2 separate regions of the Tachysurus vachellii genome follow, and region 2 is linked to region 1. The links are chromatin contacts, called in public Hi-C maps. All regions are on one chromosome and are shown on one strand. The core of a region is the stretch at or near the end of the contact, and the rest is flanking DNA. Distances in the headings are between cores, read along the strand shown.

The links. A called contact is a pair of places that touch in the nucleus more often than the background predicts.
Region 2: a contact with region 1 is called in a Hi-C map of muscle, with 12 times the contacts expected there. The contact joins the promoter of dmtn here to the promoter of tacc1 in region 1. A contact is called at or near these places in 2 of 3 Hi-C or Micro-C datasets (both in muscle).

Annotation. Positions count from the first base shown.
Region 1 is chr20:16,731,583-16,739,037 of HZAU_Pvac_v1, reverse strand. tacc1 (transforming, acidic coiled-coil containing protein 1) reads right to left here and starts at 2,586. Exons shown (of 14, transcript XM_060896775.1): 1 at 2,434-2,586. It overlaps ddhd2 (DDHD domain containing 2), which reads right to left. Exons shown (of 17, transcript XM_060896003.1): 16 at 7,184-7,328; 17 at 5,734-6,961. The coding sequence ends at 6,886.
Region 2 is chr20:16,944,165-16,951,393 of HZAU_Pvac_v1, reverse strand. It overlaps dmtn (dematin actin binding protein), which reads left to right and starts at 5,176. Exons shown (of 16, transcript XM_060896102.1): 1 at 5,176-5,399.

The DNA.
Region 1 (7,455 bases), core at 1,337-3,836:
TGTACAGTGGGGACCTTTGAGAGAGGGGTCAAAGTTCAGAAAATGGCTCACAGGAATTTAGAAATATATATATATATATATATATATATATATACACACACAAACACACACAAAAACAAATAAAATTATGTGAGTGTCAAAAAAAAGCAAAGCAAAATATGGACAATGAGAACATGCTAGCTGACTGAGGCTAATGAATTAGATAGCTAAAATATAGATATGTATTCTTTTATTCTCACAATGTAAAGGTACAGTAACAGTGAAAATGAGACAAAATGGTAAGGAATATGAATGTTTCATATCTTCCTCAGATATTTTGATAAACCACTAAGAAAATACTCCATATGATGTGAAAATATCACTTAGCATTGATTGCTAACTGAGTCCCACTACACAAATAGTACAAGAGTGAGCCACTGAGGTGAAATGGTCTCGGCAGCATGTTTACAGCTCTGAGCAGTAAAGAGACGACTCGTGGTGGTGTTTGCCTCTCTCAGACTTGCTCTAATTCTGATCAGCATGTGGGATAATTATCACAGGAATGTTTCTCGCTTCCTCAGCTGAGGATTTAAGAGATTAGTGTGATTTATATTTACCTCAGCACAAATATGAGAAGAGTGACTCTCCATTTAGGGGGAAGATCTACACAAATCCTTCACGCTAAAGTTTTATTTTATTTATATTACACCTTACTACACTTAAAAGACCATGAAAATTGAGCATCATGTTCAGCTTCTTCTTACTAAGCAACAAAATCCCCAAAATGAGCGAGGACTGTGGGTTTGATAAACTTAAATTACATGCGATCGGTTATCATTTAAACACATTTACATCTTTCTCCTGTTAAGTTAATTTTAAAGTAGACTAAGTTAAAGTAAGTAAAGTAAAAAAAAGTCTAATCCAAAGTCAAAATCCATCCTATTTATTAAAATCAGCCAATGTTACTACACAGACTGCGTTAATCAAATAAAGTTAAAAATAGGAGCAGGACACGTAACATGACATGACAAGGTTTAAATTATTATTATCAATTATTTATTACTTTATTATTTATTACAATTTATTACTTAATTTATCTTTAATCTATTCATGACTCAGTCACAGCAACACTTTTGTCCACAATATTCTTTTTCTTTTTAAAATTTTTTAACGTTCACATTCACTGAACTCTCGTCACGCAGCAGAAAATGAAACTTTCCTTCAACTTCCCTTTCAAAGAAGAAATACTCCCACACATCTGCCCAAAATACAGCAGCTCGATGTCAAGTCTTCCCATGAAACAATATTCCGTGTTGAATATTGGTGTATGTTGGCACACTTTGCTCTGTACTGGGAATTTCCTCTCTACTAAAAAAGAACATGATGTAAACTGTGTCTGGGTTTATACAAACTAAACCGTTCCCACGTGGATCTGTCTCAGTCTCAGTAGCTTGTTTTTCCTCAAAAGCTAAAAGCATTTAAGGACTCTAAGATAAGTTACAGTGGCTGTATTTGAACTTTCAGACATGTAGAACAAAAGCCATGTCAGACACAGCAAACAGACCAGGAAACATAGCAGGCATAAAGCAGAGAAGGGGAAAACTAACCCACATGCCAATACAAGCGTCGCATTTTCACACACAACAGTCTTTCACTCGGAATTGTGCAAAACCAAAAACTTTGCTGGTGGAAACAACATGTTGATAAAAAAAGATATCATAAGAAAATATCCAAATGAATCGAGCTGCCAGGAAAGAGATAGTAACTGAAATTATCACTCTTTACAAACGTGGTGAGAAGAAAAGCATCTTGGCATGCAAAAAACATCTAAACTTGGAGTCGATGAGCTACAACATACATTTTCAACATCTTGGCATGTAAGTATTGCTACAAAAATATTTTAAAATCCACCAATGAGAATAAATGTTAAACAGTTACAAATACAGTGGGAAATAAAATAGCAAAACAAAAACAAAACATGTTAACGGACAAAAAAATGTTGTTCCCGTTCATTCGATCTCATTTTCATTAGCAGGTTAATTTTACATTATCAGTTGTTTGTTTTGGTGTGATGACATAAATTTACACGAGCCATGATGTAAAATACACAGGTTAAGAGTTTCAGTAATTCAATAATACATGTGAGCTTAAGGTCCTAGTAAGAATCGTGTACATAACATTTAGAGATAAAGTGAATTGAACAGATGATAAGTATTGTTAGTCTTGTTATGATATCGAAAACCGTGATACATTTACAATCGGTATCGCGGTGCAAACTTCCTGATCTAGTATCGTTTCAGCTGTTTATAACGTGAACACACTGACATTAACATACAACTTAACATGAAGTCATAACTATTGGATTAGATAAAGCTATATAAGTGTAACGGAAGATAACGGAAATCGCACAAAAACGGTACATCGTCAACACCCTTAAGAGTTTTGTTTACTTACCTCTTATTTGCGGTGCTTGGACCCAATAGAACTTGTTTGTGGATTTGTCCAAAGTATTTATTCCAGCTGTTAAATGGAGTTAAATGTCCGGCTTCGCACTGAGAAACTTTCAGTAAGCAAAAAGGAAAAGGAAAGGAGGAAAAGGAGGGTTTTAAACACTGCTGTGTTTAGTTGAGTAACGGAATGTATGAATGAATCTGCTACGGATCATTTTCAACCAATCAGAGCTCACCGCCTCATCCGGGCATTGTTGCTGTACAACTCTTCGCATGCAACTGTATGTGGCTAGCTAAGAATAATAATTTCGTATAAAACGCACGGAAAACGTTAATGTACATAACTTTTTCAATATTTTCCAGTTAATTATAGATAATGATCATTTAACAACGAAAAGCATGGTTTAATCCAGCCCTTAAATTACGTCACAGAGAGCTATCATGCTAGTTAATTAGCAAAGCCTCATAATAAGAATCAGGTTTATTGGCCAAGTGTGTTCACACACACAAGGAATTTGGTTCCAGCTGTTGGTGACTCTTAAAAGTACAGACATCAGTAACACTATACATTTTGCTTGGACTATACAAGACAAAAACAGACGAATATTAACAATGTTATTGGGAAACATAGTTTTTCAGTGTATAGAAAACATGTATATGAAATCTATTGTTGGGTTTAAGACCAAGACCTTGGGCAACTGAGTTGAAGTCAAGTTAAGATGAGTTTAACAGGGGTCCATGATGTGACCAACAACACACATGACCGAGTCCATGTTAAGACCCGGTTGTTTACCTTCCTAGCCAGTAATTACATTTTACTTCAAATAAATAAAATACTTAGGTGTTATCATTTTGTAGAAATACGTGCACTGGATATAAATAAGATATATTAAGCCTAGACCATTCTTCTAGCAAGTTCTTGAAGTGTAATACTTTATTATACACTGGCATTGCTACATTTGTGCTCACAACACCAGTCTTAAGTATGACAAAACTAGCAAAAACACTTCTGTACATGAGTAGACCATCATAGATATTATTGGAGACACTGTAGGTTTGGAAAATATTTATTTTAATAAGTTGAGACATTAAATTATTTATTATAACAAGACATTAATATGTAAACTGCATATCAGTTGAAGAAATGGGACAGTATTAAAACTTTGGATAAATATGTGATAAATTAGAATATTTCAGTGTTGTACCAAATAATGAAATTTCTCATGTTTTAGTTCTGCAGTTTTCTAACACAAACACAAACACAAACACACACACACACACACACACACACACACACACACACACACACACACACATTTTAAATACATGTGTGAATGAACGGATGAACTGAATCAGATGTTTTACAGCACAAAAGACCTAGGCTGTAAAATGTGTTTCCTGTTCAACATATGGTTCACTATTTGAACTATAGCTAATTTCTAGTGGACTTATATATTAACTTTATAATTACCCACAGCATAAACCTTTAATCAATTAAAAATAAATATTATCCAGATGTAACTCTTCCCAAAGCAGGCAGACATATATAAATATAATGAAATGTTGTTGCATAATGACCAAATAATAGTTGGTCATTTGTAATTTAATTATTGGATCAGCAGTTTTAAAATCTCAGATATTATTTTACCTGATGGAAGCCCCACCCCTTCACTTATCTGACATAGTAATCTTGTGCCAACTCGATTTGGCTGCTTTAAAGCTACACTGATGCAGCATTTTTAACATCTGTCAGAGTAAATGGAGACTGTTTTGAGTACAATAATGTGAAATAAAATCTATCGAAGTACACTCACGGTCCAATTTATTGGGAACACACATGCAGTTACCTTATCAGCCAAACGTGGCAGCCGCACAATGCATACAAAATCATGTAAAATCATGAACTTTGATGCATTTTCAAATCAAAGTTCACTTTCTAATCTTTAACCATCCATAGCCTGCACCTATGATTCCTGTCCTTAGCTGACATGATAGGAACCCAATGTACTCATCTTCTATTGACAAACCTTGACAATCCAAGCCAAGGTTTGATGCTTTGTGCATGTTGAAATGTTTTTCTGATCACTACAGTTGTAAAGATTATTTGAGTTATTACAGGTGTTTGGTGTACAGGTGTTCCTATTAAAGTGGATAGTGAGTGTATGTTCAACATAGCGAAGTATAGATTTAACATCAGTTACATCAGCCACAAAACTGAACTGTCAAATGTAACACAAATATTTGCAATGGAAATGATCAGTCTCTGATTAGTGATCAAGTCCCTCTCCACTGCCTCATATAATGCCTCATACAATGAATGAGGGAATGATATCAGACATAACGTCCAATCCATGGTTGCTTTAACACATCTGACATATCTTGTCAGATTATTAACCCTTCATGAGCCCACAGTCTTCTTAATCAACCTGCTTTACCTCAGACAACAGTTAAAGCCTAAATTAAGTAATATTCATTCATTCATCTTCTACCGCTTATCCGAACTACTTCGGGTCACGGGGAGCCTGTGCCTATCTCAGGCGTCATCGGGCATCAAGGCAGGATACACCCTGGACGGAGTGCCAACCCATCGCAGGGCACACACACACTCTCATTCACTCACACAATCACACACTAGGGACAATTTTCCAGAGATTCCAATCAACCTACCATGCATGTCTTTGGACCGGGGGAGGAAACCGGAGTACCCGGAGGAAACCCCCGAGGCACGGGGAGAACATGCAAACTCCACACACACAAGGTGGAGGCGGGAATCGAACCCCGACCCTGGAGGTGTGAGGCGAACGTGCTAACCACTAAGCCACCGTGCCCAATTAAGTAATATAATGTCTGTAAATGCAAGAAAAAAGTTCAAACAGGCCCAGAAGAACCAAATAAAACATTCATAAAGTGGTGTACTACACTGGCATTTAGCATGCGAGTCCACATGCTTTTAGTAAGAGGCACAAACCTGAGACAGCAATACTGATATGTAATAAACTGTCTTGTGAAACTTAAACTAGACTTCAGATCTTATGCCCGAGTGTGCTATTGCATAGTGTATGTAATGAAGCCACAGGCTGAGCTCACTGAATTAATTGTTGTTTAACTAGCGAACATGTTCTCATTCTTAGATGAGGTGAGATTCTGAGATGCCTCGAGGCTAAAAAATAGCCATAACAACAGCAACAACAGCTAGCAACAACAGCTAATAAATAACATGATCCTAATAGTTAGTCTTTAAACGTTTTCTTAATACAAATATTTTTAGAACAGGGTCAGAAAAAATGTGTGAAAATCTTTAGCACACATTTTAGAAGAATTTATTCTTAACCAGCTAGCTAAAAATACTCTCCTGTCAATTTAAAGCTAGCAGGCCATCAGGTCATGTCAAGTCAATACTGTTTAAATATTTCTTTCTGTATTAGCCAGTTAGTTTAAACTTTTAATCAAGTAATAGTATAAACATGTATACAGTTATCTAACATTGTGGCAGTTATCTACAAATTATTACAATAATATTACATAAAATCATGTCTTAATACTATCAGGAGTCATTAGAATTTTAATACCTGGTCAGTGCTAATAATGAAAGCTAATCTTGAGCTAGCTTATGCTCCCGATCTGTGTTGCCTAGCAATAGAGTTTTCATGAATTTGTTAGCAAGCATGATTTGCTTACTGTCAAAAATAAGAAAGGCATCTCAAATCCGCATCCTCCCATTTTCAGGGGTTTACACATCTAACTATTCTAACATCTAACTAATCCCTAACTAACACTCCTTTCTGCCTTGAACCGCAGTTTGGAGATACGACTCTCTAGCAATCAGAAGATTACTGGCCTTGCTGTGAACATGGCGCAAATCTGAGTTAACTTCAAAATAATCAAATATGTCCTTTACATGCAAATGCAGCACTCTATGTTTCTAAATCACCACTACTAAATGAAATAATTTGTGCTTGTAGTCACCTGACTCATATATATTGTATTCAGAAACCCTATAGCGCCTGGTCCTTGAGGACTGCAAGTTGTGTATCGCTTGTTTAAAGGAGCACTTTGTAATTTTTAGTGCCCTTGCCTGCTTGCAAGGCTAACTGTGAGTAAATCACAAAAACACTGTGACACTACAAAGGCCTTTTGGGTTTGATGTAAAAAAATAAAAAATGGGCAGGGTTGATCAGCTCTATAACAGCTGGGGTCAGAGCCAATTCTGGCCCATGAAAATGTAAACAGAAGCCTGTAATAAGCCTGTACCTCACCTCTCTTTCTTGCTAATAAAGAAACTAGTACATGGCAGCGCTATTATAGGCCTGTGTAATTACAAACTGCACCTTCAAAAGGTTACATACTGTATGTAAACCTGAACATGGAGAAGGAGCGCTGATTTATTTTGGCAATGTATAAAAGCTATTATGACATGTAATATTATCATCACAGAGAACTCTGTAAGTCGGGATCATTACTGCTGAGGAGATCTGCAACCACTGTCCCCGTAAATCTCCTTGAGAACCAGCAGAGCCGTGTCCTCCGACTCCCTGCAACAGAAAAAAGTTAAAAAGTGTTTAACCTTCATAGTTACATGATCACAGAAAACATGAGTTTAAATGTATGTCTGAACCCTCACACAGCTGCTAAATTGTTTAAGTATCTGTATAATTGTCATATTGTGGTGGACAATGACCACATACAGTGGATTTTCTGTGCTTACATTGAATTTGATAGATGGTGTGTGTGTGTGTGTGTGTGTGTTCACTCACCAGTAACACAGATGACTCTGAATGGCGAACAAATATTCATTAAAACTTTCAATCGGTTTCTCTTGGAGGACATAATCGATACGCCGGCCACCGTTCAGCTTTCCAACCTTGATCATTTTGTTCTCCTCCTGTTCCAGGGGTGAAGCTGAAAAAGGCAAAAAATGCTCATTAAAGCAGCAGTATGTGATGATTAATGATTTAAGTATTTCTTACATATTCCACACATATTTCTAAACCGGCTGCTGTAACAGTTCATTACATGTTAACTACAT
Region 2 (7,229 bases), core at 3,927-6,426, 210 kb before region 1:
ATGGGCACTTATAAGTATTCATACCTTTTGCTGGTATACTTCTGGTATATAAAGTTGTCCTGATTACAGATTTTACAATCAAAGATGTTTTTTTAAGTAGGGTGAACAAAGGGTGAATACTTAAGCAACCAAAAAAATGACACTTCGACTCCAAACATAGTATTTTTGAGATTTGTGGAACCTCCTGAGGTTTAATGAAATGAATTGTTAAAGATAGATAAAAGGAACTCTAACGTTCCTGATGAGCACTCAGATAAAGGTCTTCCCAAACACTTTCTTTTAATCTCTAGAGCAGAGGTCACTAACAGGTCCGGACCCAGAAGCTGTCCAATACGGACCCGGACCTACGGCCAAAACAAAAGGTTATGCTTTAAAACTTGACGGGGCGCTTCTAATTTAATCGGCGCAGCTTTTGCAATCTTTACGGTAAAGGTAGTGGATACGCACAGACCAATTGTATACGAGTTAAGATCCCACGTGACACCACTCAGCCAATCAAGTCTGTGAATTCCTGAAGTAAACACTGCGACTTAACAGCGCAAGACAGATGAGAGAGAATTAAAGTAAAGTTACACATGAAAGAAAGATAGCGATACATGTAGAAAACAAGGGAGAGAAACAGACGAGTGAGACGGAGAAAGGGAGAGAAACAGACGAGTGAGACGGAGAAAGGGATAGAAACAGACGAGTGAGACGGAGAAAGAGAGAGAAACAGACGAGTGATACGGAGAAAGGGAGAGAAACAGACGAGTTATACGGAGAAAGGGAGAGAAACAGACGAGTGAGACGGAGAAAGGGAGAGAAACAGACGAGTGAGACGGAGAAAGGGAGAGAAACAGACGAGTGAGACGGAGAAAGGGATAGAAACAGACGAGTTATACGGAGAAAGGGATAGAAACAGACGAGTGAGACGGAGAAAGGGAGAGAAACAGACGAGTGAGACGGAGAAAGGGAGAGAAACAGACGAGTGAGACGGAGAAAGGGAGAGAAACAGACGAGTGATACGGAGAAAGGGATAGAAACAGACGAGTGAGACGGAGAAAGGGATAGAAACAGACAGGGAGAATAAAGAACAAATGGCGAAAATAGAGCATTTAATCCAGAATGGACAGACTCATTTCTGTTCACACTTCCCACTTCCCACTAAACCAGTGTGTCTCATATGTTCAGAAACTGTGACACTTATTAAAAGTGGCGATGTGAAACGCCATTATGAGACAAAACATAAAGGTTTTGAACAAACACATCCACTCAAATCTGAAGACAGCGTCCCTGAGACAGCTTTCCCAGGTCTGAGTGAAGTAGCCCTGTACATCCTGACCATGTTTGGCTCTACATACAACTGCGAGGCAGCTTTCACTACAATGAACATAATCAAATCTAAATATGGTTCCAGGGTCACTAATGAGCACCTCCACATGTTACGTGACAATAAATATTGTCAAAAAGTTTTGAATTGTACTGAATTTATTTGATTTGACAGTCAGGTATTGATTGCTTGCAGATGTTGATACAACTACTAGGCTTCATAAATATATATCACACTAACTAGTTAGACATAATGATCTTCTGGACCTTTGCTTCAAGAAATTTTCTCTTACTGGACCTCTTTACATTTTAGTTGAATACCTCTGATCTAGAGCATTAGCAGTGAGCACCAGAGACCACCGGAGACATCCATAAATGTTTATTATTGGGCCTCTATCTGAAATGGCTCATAAAAATAAATCCATTAGTTCATTTTAATTGCTGGTCCTGGTCTGGCTAGATGAGACCCCTAAATACTCATCATTTCCTATATATAAAATAAAGTTATAAATCCTAGAAATCTAAAGTTTGGCCAAAATCTAGATGTGCCGTGAACATCTGGCTAAGATGTCTTTTTTATAACTTCAAATAACTTTGTTCATTAGGCTCTAAGTAAACACTTTATTAATATGATCAATATGACACATACAAGCAAATGTAGATGTTATCACGTTAGTGTTTGTACTAAAAGATGGCAGAGATCTTTTTGCCCAGGCCACATTTTGGGTTTCCTTGATCTGTCTTTTTTATGCATTGCGCTGCTGCACAATTGGCTAATGAGGTAATAACATAAAACAAGTTGTACACACACGTATATTTGGTGCCTCAGAGCAGAGCCACTGGAGCTGCCACTGTGGGGTGCTTGAGCAGAGCCCTTGACCCTTTAACACCCCACAGAGGCAGCTTAGTGGTCCTGGGACTTGAACTGCCAACCTTCTGAGCCCAGATCCCTAACCACTGAGCCATACATAGCTTGGTTGCACATATTCTCTACTAATCCTCACATTTATCATTCACTGAAGCTTCTCCATTGTGCCTTTACAGGAGTTGCAGTGCATTAGTGATGTAATCAATGAGACTAATCTGATTGTACAGATCCATTAGTCAGTCTCTCTGTTAATCTGAGCAGCTTTTAGTCGTCTTGTAATTTTCACTACTGTCCCATCACTACAGTCCACCATGGAAAGGTTTATAGAAATCCAGATGTGAGACTTCAATCTCTGTCACTGCTGATCAATATAAACAGTCCTGCCGGAAATGCATCCAAAACCTTTCCAGGCTCAGGAAGTGGAAATAGGAGATAAAGCATCTTGTCCCTGAGGATTTGAACTGATGCTTTATGTGCTTGTGCATGTGTGTATGTGTGTGTTTGTGTGTGTGTGTCTGTGTGTGTGTGTGTGTGTTTTATAATCTCTGAATAAGGAGAGGGGTGTGATGCAACTAGAATACGGCTGATTAGTATTTAGATTTGTTTATGTGAGATGTGAGGCACATGAACAATAGATTAAACAACAGAATTTTTTTTAAAAAACTGTTCATAACAAATAATTAGAGTTTATCACCAAACAGTAATAACTACACTTCAAATAATCTATAATGATGTGCAAGCTCTTTTAAATGAACTCCAGTATGTGTTGTGATGCTGCAGAAGAGCTCAGGAGGGATTCGCAGAGGACTATTTAGTGAAATGAAAAGTGGGAGTGGAGAAGTGTAAGTGTGTGTGTGTGTGTGTGTGTGTGTGTGGGTGGGTGTGTGTGTGTATGTTTGTCTTGAGACACAGGATTTCTCTTGGGGGACAAAGTGTTGTGCAAAGCCATTGTTTTATATAAAAGCCATGAAAGGCATCAAAGTAGACTAACAATAGCATGAAGGAGGATCAAACACTAACACATTGTTTTTATCTGTAATGCATTACACATAAAGGAGTATAGATACTGAATAAACATTAGATTTTATTTGATAAGAGTCTGTAGTAGTCACCAGATATTTCAAAGTTTAATGGAACCAATTCCAAGCTGTGATGTTGGAAGGGAAACACTTTTCTATCCAGCATTAGTTAATAAAGCTTACATACGTCAACTTCAGGGTTCTAGTAATCAGTGTTTTTCTTATTAGCATTTTAGTGTTCAAGTGTAAGATGTGTAGTTTGAGGAGAAATAGGATGCAGGATGCTGTAAAAAATAAATCACACAACTGCACATAATCACAACAATGACAAGACGGGGTTGAGACAAAACAAGGAAGCAGAGCTGTTCATGCTGGGAACCGTGACGCACCCTGAGGGAGGAATTCATGGCAGAAATATGACTGATAAAAAGTAACAAGCCTCATTTATCATTTATCAGGTCTTTTCATAGACCAAACTGAGCTAAATATTCCCACCAGATTTCCAAAGGTTTTACAGCGATGTTCTTCATGCTCATGTGCATGATATCTGGACCTACAGTATAGGTTTGCAGACACCAGACCATCCCACTCATATGAGGTTCTTCCTCAAACTCTTTCCACTGTGTCTGTGTGCTGTGGCATTGAGATTTCTCTTCACAGGAACTAAGAGGCACAAACAATGTTCCAGCATGACAAGGCACCTGTGCATAAAGCACAAACCATGGAGACATGGTGTGTTAAGGTTGGAGTGACCTGGACTCAACCCTACTAAACACCGTTGGGATGAACTTGCACACTGATTACACTCCAAATTTCCTCACCCAACATCAGTGTGTGAGCTCACTAATATTTTGTAGCTAAATGAACACAAATCCCACAGCCACATTTCAACATATAGTCTGAAGCCTTCCCACACGAGTGGAGCTTATTATAACAGCAGAGGCCTTGATCTGGAATGGGATGGTCAGTTGAGCCCAGTCTTTTGTCCATACATTGCAGTGTATGTTAATAAATACTGACCTGCTGCTGATACATTACAAAGATTCATATAATCATTAATAAGCAACTCCTACAATAAATACACCGTTCAATAAATCAGTCTTCCCATAATGCAGCTCAGCTACTGAAGCATGTCGGCTAGCACAGTTATTCACACACTTTTTCACATTTTATAGGTCGCCATTACGTTTAATTGAATTCAGTCTAATTTCACACTAATGAGTCTATATGTAAGTACATTTACACAAATTCAGGACGTTATATAGAATATTAAAAAATATGTTTTTCAAAATAACTATTTTCATAAGCACTACATGACTTGCAAAAGATTTCTGCTCATGTTCAGATGAATAAACAAGAGCCACTGTGAGTAAGAGCAGAATCGGCCAGTGTGTAGAGTGTAGATACTATCTGTGATTTTCTCAGAAGAGCATATCATGCTGTATTTTAGTGTATATCAATCTCATGCCCAACCCTTAGACTAACAACAGTTAGCACTGTGTGTTCAGTTCACTACACTCTACTGAGTGATTACTGATGAAGCGAACAGCGTGTGTCTCTTAGATCTCAGGTTTCTATGAGGATTTTTTACTCAGCTAAACACTGGAAATGTTTCACTGTTGAGTAAAGTAGTGTTCGCCGCTGAGGAGGATGAGGATGAATGAGTGCTTTTAAGTGATCAAACATAACTCAACTCTTAGTGTACTGTGAATGTGTGTGTGTGTGTGTGTGTGTGTGTGTGTGTGTAACAGAACAGAACAGAGCATCAGAGGATTTTAACCACGATGGAGCTGAGAGGTTCGTTGCTGTGGAAACGGCACCAAAGGGCCTGATTGGGCGTTGGCTTCTCATGCCGCTCTGAGATAAAGAATTACAGTTAGGGTGGAGAGAGGAAAGGGGTGGAGTCAGAGAGAGAGAGAGAGGAAGAGAGAGAGAGAGAGAGAGAGAGAGAGAGAGAGAGAGAGAGAGAGTGAGAAAGAGAGGGAGAGAGAGAGAGAAGCAGTGGGAAAGAGGCAGGCAAGAAATTTCTAAAGGTATATTTGGAAAGAGAGAGAAAGGTGAAATAAAAACAAAAACAAATTGAAGTTTGAGAAAAAAAAAAAAAAAAACGTGAGGCCGAGGAGGAGCAGAAGAGCAGGATGAGAGGAAGTGTGAGAATGTCAGCGTAGGATTTCCTCATCAACATGGAAAGCCGAGCCGCATGGGTTTGTTGCGCCTTTATTTCCCTTACAATTTGCTCTTGTCTCTCCTTCACCAATGTTCTTCCTCTGTAATCATGCGCTGTGTTTTCAGCAACTGAGCCTGGCTGAAACAGATTAGTACCATGACTGACCATGTGGTAAAGTCAAAAATAGCTCAGTAAAACGAGACTGATCATTTCTGGAGCAGAGATTAACCTGTTTAACATCGATTTAAAACATCTATAGCATTTATATCAAATATGATAATCACAAGTAAAAATTAAAAAAAGTTTTAAATACAGTAAATGGAAATATAGGGAAGAAAGAATAATAGATAGATAAATAAATAAATAAGTAAATATTTTTTTTCTATTTAACATGACTAGTCAACTACAATGTAGTACAGAATCATTATTAATGTTAATATTACTTATTAATCGTTATAACAATAACTAATATACAAAACCAAACAAAATGAATGAAACACAAAAGCTGAATGTTTTGTTAAATAAATATATCGTTGGGTTCTTCCTAAAAATGAGTTGATGGCTCACAGTGTGGGATGTTTAGCAGTTAGTCTGAGTGACACAGTGACTTTTATTGGCCTTTGGAAAGACTGTGAACATAGTGTTAGTCTTTTATCTTTTATTTTTCTTTCACGCCCAACAAAGCTGCATCATTAACAGTGTAAAGAAGGTTCTTCTTCCCCATGCATGCTAATCTGAGCTGAATCTGAATGTTAGTATGAACTAAAACACAACTTCTCTCCAATTTGTTTAATTACAATTCTGTTGGGTTTATTAAGCAAGACAGATAAAAGATGAAGGGACTGGGACGACACTTTCTATTTACACAGCAATCAGTTTTAAACATCTACATCATTTTTAAACATACTGTACACGTGCTGTTTGTTAAGGAATTTAGTAAAAAACATGTTACCATGTGCATAACGTGTTGGGAAACAATTCTTTTTCTAGAAAAAAAAGTAGCTGATTTAGACCTGGACAGAGAAGAAACGTGTTAATGTAGTTCATCTGCAGCCTGTGTGTGTGTGATACAGGATGGAGAGGAGCACTGTACGAGATAAGGACGGTTGGATCAGGACATGTCAAAAACAGGAAGCCAGATGTGTGTGTGTGTGTGTGTTTGTGTGTGTGTGTGGAGAGAGAGAGAGAGAGAGAGAGAGAGAGAGAAACCTTATTTCCATTTACCAAATTATGAATTATTCCATTTTCAGAAATAAACCGAGTTATACTGTATGTCTCCTCAACAATAAGGAATAAAATGCTCGCTTCTTCACCATGCATCATGCACCCAGACTTGAACCTGATCATCTGATCAAGACGAAGAATTAAAATATCGTATGTGCAGTAGGTCAAACAGGAGGCGTTTAAAGAAAGATATTTCTCAAATTGAACTGGGATTAAAGAGCATCTGATGCAGCTGGGTCCCTCGGCCACAGTTTGCCTCTCTGGTGATAAATCATGTCAGTAGGGCTGCTTTACGTTGGATAAAATGACGAGGGGGCGTTTTACTGGATGAAGAGGGGGCTTTCTACTGGACACCCTTCACACCTCAGTGACTCCAAGCAGAAACATTTAGGCTAAGTAACCAGCTGGGACTAAAATCAGAGCAGTAAGGATCAGATGCTGTAGAGTTAAATTAGAAATAAGCCAAATGAATACGGATGTGATGATGTATTGTTATGATGATATGTCATGATAAAGGGAATTAATTTGGAATGATTGGTGGAAGTCAGTTGAAAGGGTCTGTGAAAGATCCGGACTGGCAGATAACTGTCAGTGACTGATATCAAGTTCGGTACAGGCTTTTGCCCTAATTATACAGCATTAT